Regions from separate parts of the Sus scrofa genome. Here regions 2 and 3 are each linked to region 1. A link is a contact called in public Hi-C data. All regions are on one chromosome and are shown on one strand. The core of a region is the stretch at or near the end of the contact, and the rest is flanking DNA. Distances in the headings are between cores, read along the strand shown. Region 1 holds the start of PSMB7 (proteasome subunit beta 7). Region 2 holds the start of NR6A1 (nuclear receptor subfamily 6 group A member 1). Region 3 holds the start of DENND1A (DENN domain-containing protein 1A).

Region 1 (4,078 bases), core at 1,014-3,513:
GGGGCAAGGGGACATGAGGCAAACAGGAACAGTCCAGGTATAACTGGACACAGGGTGATGGCAGCTAAATAGGATGAAAAGTTTTCTGTGAGACTGTGCAAAAGTTTATACCATGCTAGAGGTTTTTTTTTTTTTATCCTGAAAGTAATGTGGAAATGTGAATAATCTCTTGAAAAGTTTTAAAGAGGAAACGGACATAATCAGATCTGTATTTTACCAAACCCAATGTAACAGAAGAATGAACAACAGAAAAAGAGAAACGACCAAGGGCAGAGAGGCCATTTAAATGACAACTGCAATAGTCCAGCTGAGAAAATAGAATCTGAACTAAGGCCTTAGCGGAGGGAAGGGTAAGAGGGAGCGGATTCAAGAGGCACACAAAGGCGGAACTGGGTACCAAGTGAACTGAATGACTAAAGGAGAAAGAGAACTTGATGATGGCTAACTTAGGTGGATGGAAATGCCATTTAAGGGAGACAAAAAGGAAAGACAGGCCGAACAACAGGTTTTAAAGGGACAAACAGTAAATTCAATTTTAGCCCTGAGATGTTTGAAAATATAAGTTATTCAAACTAACCAATACTTACTAAATGTTAGGAGATATGAAGTGTATTTTTGAGCAGTTCTTGTCAGCAACAACCATCCCTTCAGTTGCCCTTGTATCTGCTCCAAGAACTATGCCGTCCTATTTTTAAAAAAATATATGCTTTTAAACAAGTTGACACACACAAACCACAATTTAGGAAAAACAATACCAACCACCCTCTGCTCCCTCAACTACCTACCACCTGCCAAAACTCATATTAAAAATATTGTGCTATACTTTCAAAATTCAAGAAAAGGCTCGTTAATAAATATTAGTTGAACCTTCAATAGGTGGTAGGAACTATCATTCCTGTTTTTCAAATGAGGCTCAGACATTCAGTGAATTCCTTACAAATTACAGAGCCAACATGGGAAAAGTTTGGATTAATATGCAGAAATCCTTCCCTTAAAATAGACACCTCTGTCATTTTCTTTTTCTCTTTTTTTTTAATGGCTGTACCTGGGGCATATGGAAGTTCTCAGCGCCAAGAATTGAATCTGAGCCACAGATTTGGCAAAGCCAAATCCTTTAAACCACTGCACCCACTGTCGATCCAACCCCCACCTCCACCTCAGCAACAACCACAGCTGCTGCAATCGGATTCTGAACCCACTGCGCCACAACGAAAACTCCTGTCAGAGATATCACTCTCTACTTCAACAACAATAACCATTACTTCTTTTCACCCTCACGCCAATTTAAGGCAGGAGTTATTATGTCCCTTCGATGGATAAGAAAATGTGGCCATGGAGAAGGAAAGTGACCTGCCCAAAATTAGAGGCAGCAAAGAAATTAAATGGTTTAACTAATCTTGTGTTCTCCCATTACTTCATCCTGCTTCCTAAAGTAGTAACCTAAGACAGAAAAGAAACTGGCCCTCTCAAAAACTCTGCAGAGTGAGAGCTGGTAAGTGCACAAAACTGATGAAGAGTCTCTCCTAAAAGACCTTTCCCTGATGTAATGCTCCGTAATATGAGCCCTTCCTCAGACAGCCCAGAGAAGTGAAGGCCGCCAAGCGGCTTGGTTCCTGTAATTAGTTCCAGTCGCTGCTGCTCTCATCCTGTCCCCGCTTACCTTATAGACCACCCCGGCGATGGTCGTCCCAGTTTTACGAGCCGTTGGAAGCTTGTATCCTTTCTTTGCAAAGTCGGCTTCCAAGATAGCATTTCTAAGAGCAAATGAGAGAATAAAGCTTTGAGGAGCAGGACCATATTAAGCCGTCCTGACACGAAGAGTATCTGATAGGGAACTCAGGAAAATGAAAAATTACTAGCATTTGTTTTCACACCCATCTGTTCACTGACTCCTCCCAACAAGACTACTGTCCCGTGTTTCAGTGAAGAGAGCGTCTGAGAGAGTCCACACCTCGCCAAAGGAGAGAGAGATGGAGGTGTCCAGGTGCGCAGGTAAAGCGGAAAAGCAGACCCCGCCTCAGAAGAAACCCACGTTCAGGCCCTGATTCCCCTGAGTCACACGGGGCGCGGGCCGCAGGCCCGGCCGTCCACCCTTCCTTAGGACTTCGCGGCTCAGACCTCAGCCCAACCCCACCCAGGTACCGAACTCCTGCTCCCGCCCGAAATCCGACCCCGAGCATGGCCTCACCGGCGGCAGTTATCAAAAGAGAAACCTCCAACGGGTCGCTCATACACTGACACAGCCGCCATCTTCCTGAAAAGGTACTTCCGGGTCGGGGGCGGGAGCAAACAAAAAGAGCCCAGTACTTCCGGCGCCGCCGGCGACCTGGAGCTGAAGGGGCGGGGCAAACTTCGCGCTAAAGGTATTGATCTTCGAGTTACGGATTCCTAGAGGAGCCCGGAGATGTTTGGAGTGTAGCGCCCCAAGTGGCAGGAAGGAAAAACTGACGCCCGGAGAAGGTGGTGGGGGAAAGGACTTTTCCAAGGAGGACACAACCAGAGACCAAGCCTCCAGCTCACCAGACCAGAGCGGTTTCTACCGCTAAATGGGCTACAGGAGGCTTCGCAGACAGACACACTCAATTTCTAGGCAGAGCCTCACCACCTGCCTTCAAGGAGCAAATTCTCTCACACACTCAATTTCTAGGCAGAGCCTCACCACCTGCCGTCAAGGGGCAAATCCTCTCAACTCTCTGAATTTGTTTCCTCTGCTGTCAAATGGAGATAACAGCCGCCTCAAAAGGTTGTTGTGAAATGAACAAGAAGCCTGTAAAAAAAGATGTTCACCATCATCCGTCATTAGAAAAATGCAAATCAAAACCATAGTGCCATACCATGGCACCCACTAGGATGGCTGTAATCGAAAAGATAGAAAGTAACAAGTGTTGGCAGAGATGTGGAGAAATTGGAACCCTCATAGGTGGCTGGTGGGAATGTAAAATGGTGCAACTGCTCCATTTGAAAACAATTTGGCAGTTCCCCAAAAGTTAAACATAGACCCAACAATTGTCTCATCAGTGTATGCCCAAGAGAATTGGAAACAGATGTTCACAAAAACTTGCACACAAATATTTATAGCAGCATCATTCATAATAGCCAGATAATGGAAACAACTCAAGTGTCCATCAACTTGATGAATGGATAAGCAAAATGTGCTACATTCATGCAACAGAATATTATTCAGCCATAAAAAAACAATGAAGCATTGGCACATTACAACAGGGATGAACTTTGAAAACGTTGTGCTCAGGGAGACAAAAGCCATAAAAAGCCACAAAAAGTACTGTTCTGTGTTTGTGAAATATCCCTTCTGGATAATCCATACATCCAGAAAATAGATTAGTGGTTACTGGGAGATGGGGGGAGGAGATAATGGGGAGTGACAATATAACAGATACACAGTCTCTTTTAGGGATGATGAAAATGTTCTGAAAGTATATAATTGTAATGGTCACACTACATTGTGCATATACTAAAAGCAACCGAATTGCATTTTTTTTTCTTTGGTCTTTTTAGGGCCCCACCCACAGCATATGGAGGTTCCCTGGCTAGGGGCTGAATCAAAGCTGTAGCCACCAGCCTACACCACAGCCACAGCAATGCCAGATCTGAGCCGCATCTGCGACCTACACCACAGCTCATCACAACACCAGATCCTTAACCCACTGAGCGAGGCCAGGGATCGAACCCAAGTCCTCATGGATGCTAGTCAGCTTCGTTAACCACTGAGCCACAACGGGAACTCCCAAACTGCATATTTTTAAATGATGAATTTTGTTATGCTTATTTGAGTCTTCTAAAAGCTGCTATGAGAGTTGAAAATTGTACATGGAGAGCGTCTCTCCTGGCATGTAGCAGCTTCTCAATAAATAGCTATGATTATTAATAGCACATCCATTTTTCATCCTGCCAACAAACCTCACAGGTACCTAGGCAATTCAACTCATTTTGCCAGTGGAAATCAAGGTTAATTGAAGTAAAGTAACATGTTCAAATTTATATAGCAAGTAAATCACAGCCCCAATTACTATGGGATGAATTCATTTACTCCCTCAGCAAATATTTAAATTATTTAATT
Region 2 (4,023 bases), core at 251-2,750, 340 kb after region 1:
TTTGCCGGCCGGTACGAGCACCCTTTGTAATGCAGGCCTCCCGGGGCTATCGCCTGCGCTAATTGCTCCAGGGCGCTTTCCAAGTTCAAAAGTTCACCTTTTACGACCTCACAAAAGCTCCTTACACGTTACCAATAAAAACATTCCGCGGCAAACACTGAGGGGAAAAATATCAAACAGATACAAATAAAACACCCCGCGGGGGGAGGGAGCCGGGGGTGGGAGGGCGAGTCGGGCCCAGCCACAGCCCCGAGGAACCTGAGGACTTGGCCGGGACGTGGGGCAGGGGAGAGCGGAGGGAGGGAAGGGCCAGGTGAGGGATTCTCCGGGCCTGGGCTCCGGGATCGCGAAAGGGAAGAGAAGTGAGCTTGGGCAGGCGCGGGCCGAGACCGGCGAGTGCAAGGAGGGAAGAGGCAGGTGTCCCGGGCACCAGATCGGGCCGGAGATCCGAGCCACCGGGGGGAAAGAGATGAACAGGGCCGGGGCAGGCGGGCAGGAGAGCGCCGGGAAGGAGCGCAGAGAAGCAGGGCGCGGGGTCCGAAAAGGAAACGCTGAGCCAGTAGCTACCGAACTGGGGGTTCGGTGCCGAGGTGGAGGCTGGGGCAGCACGGGAAGCGCGGGACGGCAGGGAGACGGGAAAAGGTGAGGGGCAGAGAGAACCAAGGGGACGAGGGTGTGGCGTCCTCAGGGCGCTGAGGGAGCTTCCGCGGAGGAAGAAGGGCCCGCGTGGGGGAACACGGTGGGGGAGATCCGGGTGGGGAGAGAAAAGCTTAGAGTCGAAGGGAACACTTTGGGGGAGAGGCCCCCACAGAGGGGTCCCCCAGCGGGGGGGGGGGAAAGGGCCTCGGAGCAGAGGGAACTGGAGGGGGAGGGAAAGCCCCCACTGACGGGACTGGAGGTGAGGGGGCCGAGAGACGGGGAGAGGGGTCGGCGCAGAAGGGACCTAAGGGAAGGGGGAGGATTCGCGCAGAGGGACGGGGGGAGGGGAGGCTTGTGCGGAGGGGACAGGGGGGAGGGGGAAACGAGGGTCGGGATTGAGGGAACTGGGCAGGGGGAGGATCAGCACGGAGAGGAACGGGGAAGGAGGAAGGAGGAGAGGGAGGGTCCGCGCTGGGGGGACCCGGGGTCGCCGCAGCTTCCCACGGTGAGAGTCGGCTGAAAGGAGAGGGATCCCCAGGGCAGGGGACAGGGCGCCGGTTCTTGCCGGGCCGGGACTCTGAACTCCCCTCACCCACCGTTGCGCGGCGGCGGAGGGAGCGCGGCGGGCGGCTCCAGGAACCCCGCCGAGCCCCCGCCGCCTCCCCCTCCGCTAGGCGGCCGTTCGTCCCGCTCCATGCGGTGGTGCTCAGGACCCGCGCTCGGTTCGCTGCTCCGCCATGACCGGCGCCCTCGCCGTCGTCGTCGTCCGCCGGGGGGGAGGGGGCTGTCAGGGGCCGGAGGGCTCCCGGCCGCGGCGCTCTCTGGGCCCCTAGCCGCCCGGCTCCGCGCCCCTCCGCGCCGCGCCCCCTCAGCACTGGCCAGCTCCCACCCCCGACGTCACGCGCCGCTGCCACGCATGCCCCGCGGGGCACCCTGGGAATTGGAGTCCACCGGGCGAGGTCGGCCGGGCGGGACCCCACCAATTGAAGGGGTGGGAGAAGGGAACGGAGGCCCTGAGAAGGGAAGGCCAAGGCTTGTCACCATCACGAACTCTGATGAAAACTTCTGGTAAAAAACTGAATAAATATTACTTCAGGGTCTGCTCTTTATTATGACATATCCATGATCAACCGTCCCTGCGATGCTCCGTATCCTCCCTCCCTGACAATGAGTCTTTCCTAGGAGGCGGATCGCGAAGGAGCCGGGTGAGCACGTGCAATGAAGCCCAGCCCTGTAGGCGGGGCTCGGAGGGGGCGGAGTTTGGAGGTATTCACGAGGGCCTTCCTCCGCGGCTTTGGGACAAATTGGACCCGAGATTAAAGGACCGGAGTTTAACTCGGGATGACTGCGTTCGTATGCAAATTGAATCTATAAAACTCTGCTTTCCGGGGTACTCTTTAAAGCCTTTTACCTCCGGGTGGGCGGGAAAGACTAAAGTTTCTCTTCCTCCTCTTTCATTTTCACCCCTGACCAAAGAACAGAATGGCAAACTAAGTAAGCTTCAGGCCATTGATGCCGTTAAAGAAACTCAGACTGTCCATTCCTGGTGTCTTGAACCCCACCCCCACCCCCGTTTAAGAGGCTCCTTACCCAGTTCGCTTTCCCTCCTCCTCAGTTTTTTTATCTGTGAAATGGGATTAGAATAGGGATGGGGTCCAGTTGGAGGATCCCAGCCTCCCCCGCCGTAGCTCTTTGCCTCAGTCTCCCAGAGCAAAATCCCAGATTTTGCAGTTTCTGATGGGGCTAGCTGACCCCACCTCCTGTGGCCACCAGGTGGCGCGCAGCCACCAAGCGGCGTGCAGCCACCAGCCTCGGCTTGCTGGGGGCGTCCACCTCAGGGACCCATCTCTCACCGTGGCTGCCTTCCAAGGTCTGAGCTCTACCTGGCCTGTTTGAAGACAAAGAACAGGAACACTGGCTGATTCCTTGACCGCCTCTACTCTGCGGAGTTATGCCGAAGCTTCCTCACTGGCTACCCATTCCCCACCCTGACACCCCACCAATCTATTGGCTCATCTATGTCATTACTTGCTTAATTTTTTTTTTTTTTGTCTTTTTAGCTATTTCTTGGGCCGCTCCCACGGCATATGGAGGTTCCCAGGCTAGGGGTCGAATCGGAGCTGTAGCCACCAGCCTACACCAGAGCCACAGCAACGCCGGATCCGAGCCGTGTCTGCAACCTACACCACAGCTCACGGCAACGCCGGATCCTTAACCCACTGAGCAAGGGCAGGGACCGAACCTGCAACCTCATGGTTCCTAGTCGGATTCCTTAACCACTGCGCCACGACGGGAACTCCTACTTGCTTAATTTTTATTTATTTCTTTTAATCATTTTGCTGCCACACCTGCAGTATAAGAAAGTTCTCCGGGGTTGGGAGTTGAACTGGAGCTGCAGCTATGGCCTACCCTACAGGCACAGCAATGGCAGGATCCGAGCTGCAGCTGTGACACCGAAGAAACTTCAGATCTTAACCCACTGAGCAAGGCCGGGGATCAAACCCACATCCTCACGGATACTTTGTCTCTTTCTTATCCTGCTGAGCTACAGGGGAACTCCTGCTTAATGTTTAAATCCTCATCGTGTCGGTTGGTGCGACTCTGACTTCTGCCCTGCCTCTCTGACTTCTGCCCACATTTCTCATTACACTCCTCCCCCACCTGCTGGGCAGGGTGTTTTGCAGTGCTTCCCTGCATTTACAGGTTGGATGGCGATTCCTCACCAACAATGGTTAACCTGTAGTGCATCCTTAATCTGTGCCAGCTACATGAATGCTGTGTTCTCAAAACCTCATGTCTCCTCTGTGAGGTAGCTCCAGTATTGCCCCTATTGGACGAAACCACCCATCAGTAAGAGGGATTCCAAACCCAGTTGGTCATACACCAAAACCTGAATGCTTGACTCCTTCACACTATTGGCTTCACCCAACTCACTCCCACTCTCCTATTCATCTTTCAAAATCCTGTTCAAGACATCTAGATCCCCTCTGTGTTCCCTTACTGCTCTGCTGAGCTCTCTGTGGACTGTGAGAAATGATTTCTCCATGATTGCTTCCCCACTACCATTGCCCAGCCCCAGGGGGGGAGGAGAGTCTTTAGAGTGTGCAGTGGGAGGCAGGGGGACCAAGGAGATGGAGCTTCTGGGCCCTTCTCTCAGCTCTGGGTTCTAAAGTGAGAACCAGGTAGGCTTCCTAGAGCTAGAGCTTCCCTTTCTATCACAGACTTCTGGAAGGAGTGAGTTCCCCTTCCTTGGAGATCTAATTGGGGGCTACATGGCACTGCAGGAACCTCCTGAAAGCATGGGATTTCAGTGATGTATGAATATTCTAAGTCAACTCTCAAAGATGGACAGAAAAATTCAGCCTTTGAAAGTAGCTCCTCCTC
Region 3 (4,016 bases), core at 297-2,796, 410 kb before region 1:
CTTTTTACTCCCAAGCTTCTTAGGCTCTTAAATGGAGCATGCTTCTCTTTCCCCTCATTTCCACAAAAATCAACAATTAACAGTGTGCTCATCCAACTCTTCCGTTTTCATTATCATAAGCAAACTTTTTCTAGTCTCAGGGCTTCTGCAGTCAATTAGATACATTTTGTGAATGGAGGCCTAAACTGGTCGCCCAGGAGGCTAGGCAAAGGTCACACTGCAGGAATATGGACTGGACAAGAGATGCAATACTTGAATAACTATTAGATTTCACCCATAAGGTCCTTCCCCTTTCAAACTTCCCCAGCATAATTCTCAAAATGCTGAAATAAACACATTCCTCAGACTTTCTTGGAAGCAGGTTTAAAGTGTCCTAGGAAAGCTGTTTTAAGGAACAGCCTAAGCTGTTAACTTTGTTTCTAAGTGCCCTTAAACAATTCTATTACTCATAGAGAAAAAGTGAACATTTGTTAGTGATTAAAGATAAGGCATCTCCTGTTCTGGAACTGAGGAAGGGAGAGGCCAAAAGAGGACCTGGCTGGGAGGGGAGATAGAGTCCAAAGCAACACACCCAAATGGGACTGCGTACAAGTTGCACTTTCCAAAGTCAATTTCTAGGTCTAGAAAGAGGGTAACAATGTTTCAATGGGTTCTGAAGTCAGATGTATCAACAATTTCCCCGGAAAACTAACCCTCCACCAGGGACACCAGATGAATGAATGAGGGAATTTGCCAGATTGGATTACTAAACCTTTCCAACGATTATCAACATCAGGTGCTCAGTTACAGCACAGAGGTATCTTCCCTCACAGCCTTTGGCCCCTGCTGTGAGGAGACTTTCAGAGACTGAAGGGAGAAACAGGAGGAGAGAGAAAAGGGCCTTTCTCCCCAGGACATTCAGACCTTAAGTCCTTAAGTGGCCTCTCCCTCGGAAAACCTTACGCGACTTTTTATGGGGGCCCGCAGGCCTTCAGCAGCCAGGCTGCCACCTCAGGACCTGCCCAACTCTCAGGGGCGGCCCAAACACACAACACCCTTGGGGAAGTTGCTTCCGGAGGTTCCTCGCCCTCCCCCCAACACTTGTGTGACCGTTTTCAGAGGCTCTCCGTAACCCGGGGGGAGGGGGCCACCTTGTAATCTCAAGCTGTTTCAGCCCTCAGGTGAGGAGAAGGCACCTGACCACCCGCGCCCTTGCACCCCGCGCGCACCCCGCCCCCGCGCCTCCCTGGATCGTCATGGCAACAGTCCCCCTTCCCGCGTGACGCCGGCACGCGGGGCGCCCCTCAGGTCCCGGCAACAAGTCCCCCGCGCGGCCCGCGGCCTGCAGCCCTTGCCCGGCCTCGCCTCCCCTCGCCCGGCCCGGCTCCGCCCGGCCCGGCCGCACTCACTTGATCCTGGAGCCCATGGTCCCCGGGCCTCCTCATGGGCCCGCGGGCCCCGCTCGGCGCTGCGCTGCCCGCCCGCCCGCGGCCGACCGGCCTCCCTCCGGCGCTCTCCCCGCCCCTTCCTCCCTTCCCTCAGGCTGGGCCCGCCCGCTCGAAGCTCCCTCCCTCGCCGCCGCCGCCTCCCGGGGTTAATGTACTCGCTTCAGCCGGGCGAACGCCATGGTCGCCGGCGCGCGTGCCCGGCGCGCGCCGCCCCCTCCGCCTCTCACACGGCCGCCCCCTCCCGCCCGCGCCGCCGCCGCCCACGGGGGCTGCTGGGAAGTGTAGTCCGCTTGCGGGAGGCGGGGCCGCCTGAAGGCTGTGGGGGGTGGGCGGGGACGACGCTTCCGCCCGAGTGGACGCCCGGAGCTCCGTGGCCGGTCCCTTCCGGGTGCAGGCCCCTGAAGGCCTTCATTCCCAGTTGTCCTGTTGACTCGAAGACCTTCATCCCATAGAGACCGTCAAGCTCACCTGAAGAAACCTTCACTCAATTCCTCTCCTATGGAGTCCTCCCCTCCCAGGAGCTTGGGTGTAGAGATAATCTGTCTCCCACTCAGGCTTCCATGAACACACAAGTTTCCCTTTGAAAATCGTATACCTTCCAGTAAGTTCCTCAGGGGAGCCATAGACCTACTTCTGTCACACTAGCCACTTCCCTAACGTGTGTCTTGATGGAACCTTTAAGGAGATCTCACGTACCCACAGGAAAGCCACCTGGGAGCTTCATAGGACGCCTTGAGTGGCTCTGCTCTGCCCCTACCCTTGACCTCAGCCTCCCTTCATCAGCCATTTGGGGGGCTCCAATGCAGAAATCTCATGCCACCGTAACAGTACAGATGGAGATTAAGGCAATGCAAAGGAAGGTACTTAAGAACCAAGATCATCAACCTGCTCCTCCTTGGGGTTCACTTTCATGAACATTCCAATATCATCCCCTCTAGGCCCGCAGGAATCACAAAGGAAGCAATCATGATCGCTTTCATTAGCTACCTTTCAATGTGTGAGTGATTGAGTATCCTCTCTCAATCAGGTGCTATATTTCCTCTACCTGGTTAGAACCAATCCTCCCAGTAATCTTGTGAGTTTATCCCCGCTCCTCCCAAAGAGGAAACTGAGGCATGTGCTCAAGGTTACATAAGTAGCAACTGGTGGAATGGAGATGAGCATCCAGACTGAGAAATTCCAGACACCTGACATAGTTTGCCCACAGGTGAGAAGATGCTGTGGGTTCATGGTTCCCTTTTGAAATTAGGCTCTTCTTTTTTACAGTTTTCTGTTCTGAAATACCATTCATCTCGTCTGCCATTTTAGCTCTTATAAATTCGTGGAGTGTCTCCCTACCCCACAGTCACCACAGTAACTAGTCCCAACCGGGCAGAGAGCAAAGAAAGCAAGAACTCCTTTGAGAGTTACATTCTGGATAAAGATAATGTTTCTCTTTTGCCTATGCCCTGAGGTTGTTGAAGGCATAGGATGAACTTTTTTGAATTAAAATAAACAAAGTGGAAAATGTCCAAACTGCCTTTTCGAATTCAAAGTCTCTTGCACCCAGACACCAACACTGACTTATAAACATCCCCAGGAGCAAAGCTCTGCTAGACAGAGGCAGGGCCTCTGTAGTGTTTATTCACCTTGTTTCCTATGAACCCTCTCCAAGGAACAGTTGTTATCAAGATCTTCCCTGGAATGAGCAGCCAGTTCAAAAGCTCTGAGCAGGAGACTATAAATAAAACAAAATTATTTGGTGGAGGGGAAAGCTGGCTGTTTTTCAAAGGATGTTGTAGCCATCCTGGCCACAGAAATGTCTGAGTGTCTGCTGGGTGAGGTGGTGGTGGTGGTGGTGGTGGTGGTGGTGTGTGCGTGATGCAGGGAGAGACTGGAGGGGGAGGCCTGTGAATCTGTCCAGGTGGCCTCTGAGACTACGGGGTGGTCTGGGGAGAGAACATTGAGCGGGGAGTTAGGAGTCTGGCTTCTCATGCTAGCTGCTTCTCCAACACATTTGAAGCAAAAGATTTTAAGCAAATGTCTGCTTCAGTTTCCTCCTGGTAGAAGGAATATAGGAGGAGTTCACATCATAAGAGAGAGGGTGATATAGGAATTAAGCGGGCAGGCTCTGGAGCCAGACTGCCTGGGTTCAAATCTCAGCTCGGCCTCTTACTAAATATGTGCCCTTGAGTAAATTATTCCCTTTCCCTGTGCCTCAGATTCTCTGTCTGTAAAATGGAAATTATAGTCATAGATCTATCTTATGGAAATGGCATGGAGATTAAATGAGTTAATGACACTTATAAAGTACATAAACAGTGACTAGCATGTGGTAAGCCTTTAAAAATTATCTGCAATTTAAAAAATACTGTGTAATGGAAACAACCCAAATGTCCATCAACAGATGATTGGATTCGGAAGATGTGGTATATATACACAATGGAATACTACTCAGCCATAAAAAAGAACGACATAATGCCATTTGCAGCAACATGGATAGAACTAGAGAATCTCATCCTGAGTGAAATGAGCCAGAAAGACAAAGACAAATACCATATGATATCACTTATAACTGGAATCTAATATCCAGCACAAATGAACATCTCC

Evidence for each region. Hi-C and Micro-C count contacts between places; a contact is called where the count stands out from the background.
Region 2: a Hi-C map of liver shows a contact between it and region 1, with 4 times the contacts expected there. The contact joins the promoter of NR6A1 here to the promoter of PSMB7 in region 1. A contact is called at or near these places in 2 of 47 Hi-C or Micro-C datasets (embryonic fibroblasts and liver).
Region 3: a contact with region 1 is called in a Hi-C map of liver, with 5 times the contacts expected there. The contact joins the promoter of DENND1A here to the promoter of PSMB7 in region 1. A contact is called at or near these places in 1 of 5 promoter capture datasets (liver) and 1 of 47 Hi-C or Micro-C datasets (liver).

What each region holds. Positions count from the first base shown.
Region 1 is chr1:265,233,126-265,237,203 of Sscrofa11.1, forward strand. PSMB7 (proteasome subunit beta 7) reads right to left here and starts at 2,264. Exons shown (of 8, transcript NM_001097476.2): 1 at 2,189-2,264; 2 at 1,661-1,754; 3 at 588-685. The coding sequence starts at 2,250.
Region 2 is chr1:265,569,387-265,573,409 of Sscrofa11.1, forward strand. It overlaps NR6A1 (nuclear receptor subfamily 6 group A member 1), which reads right to left and starts at 1,501. Exons shown (of 10, transcript NM_001097499.1): 1 at 1,236-1,501. The coding sequence starts at 1,335.
Region 3 is chr1:264,821,805-264,825,820 of Sscrofa11.1, forward strand. DENND1A (DENN domain-containing protein 1A) reads right to left here and starts at 1,547. Exons shown (of 24, transcript XM_021074670.1): 1 at 1,389-1,547. The coding sequence starts at 1,405.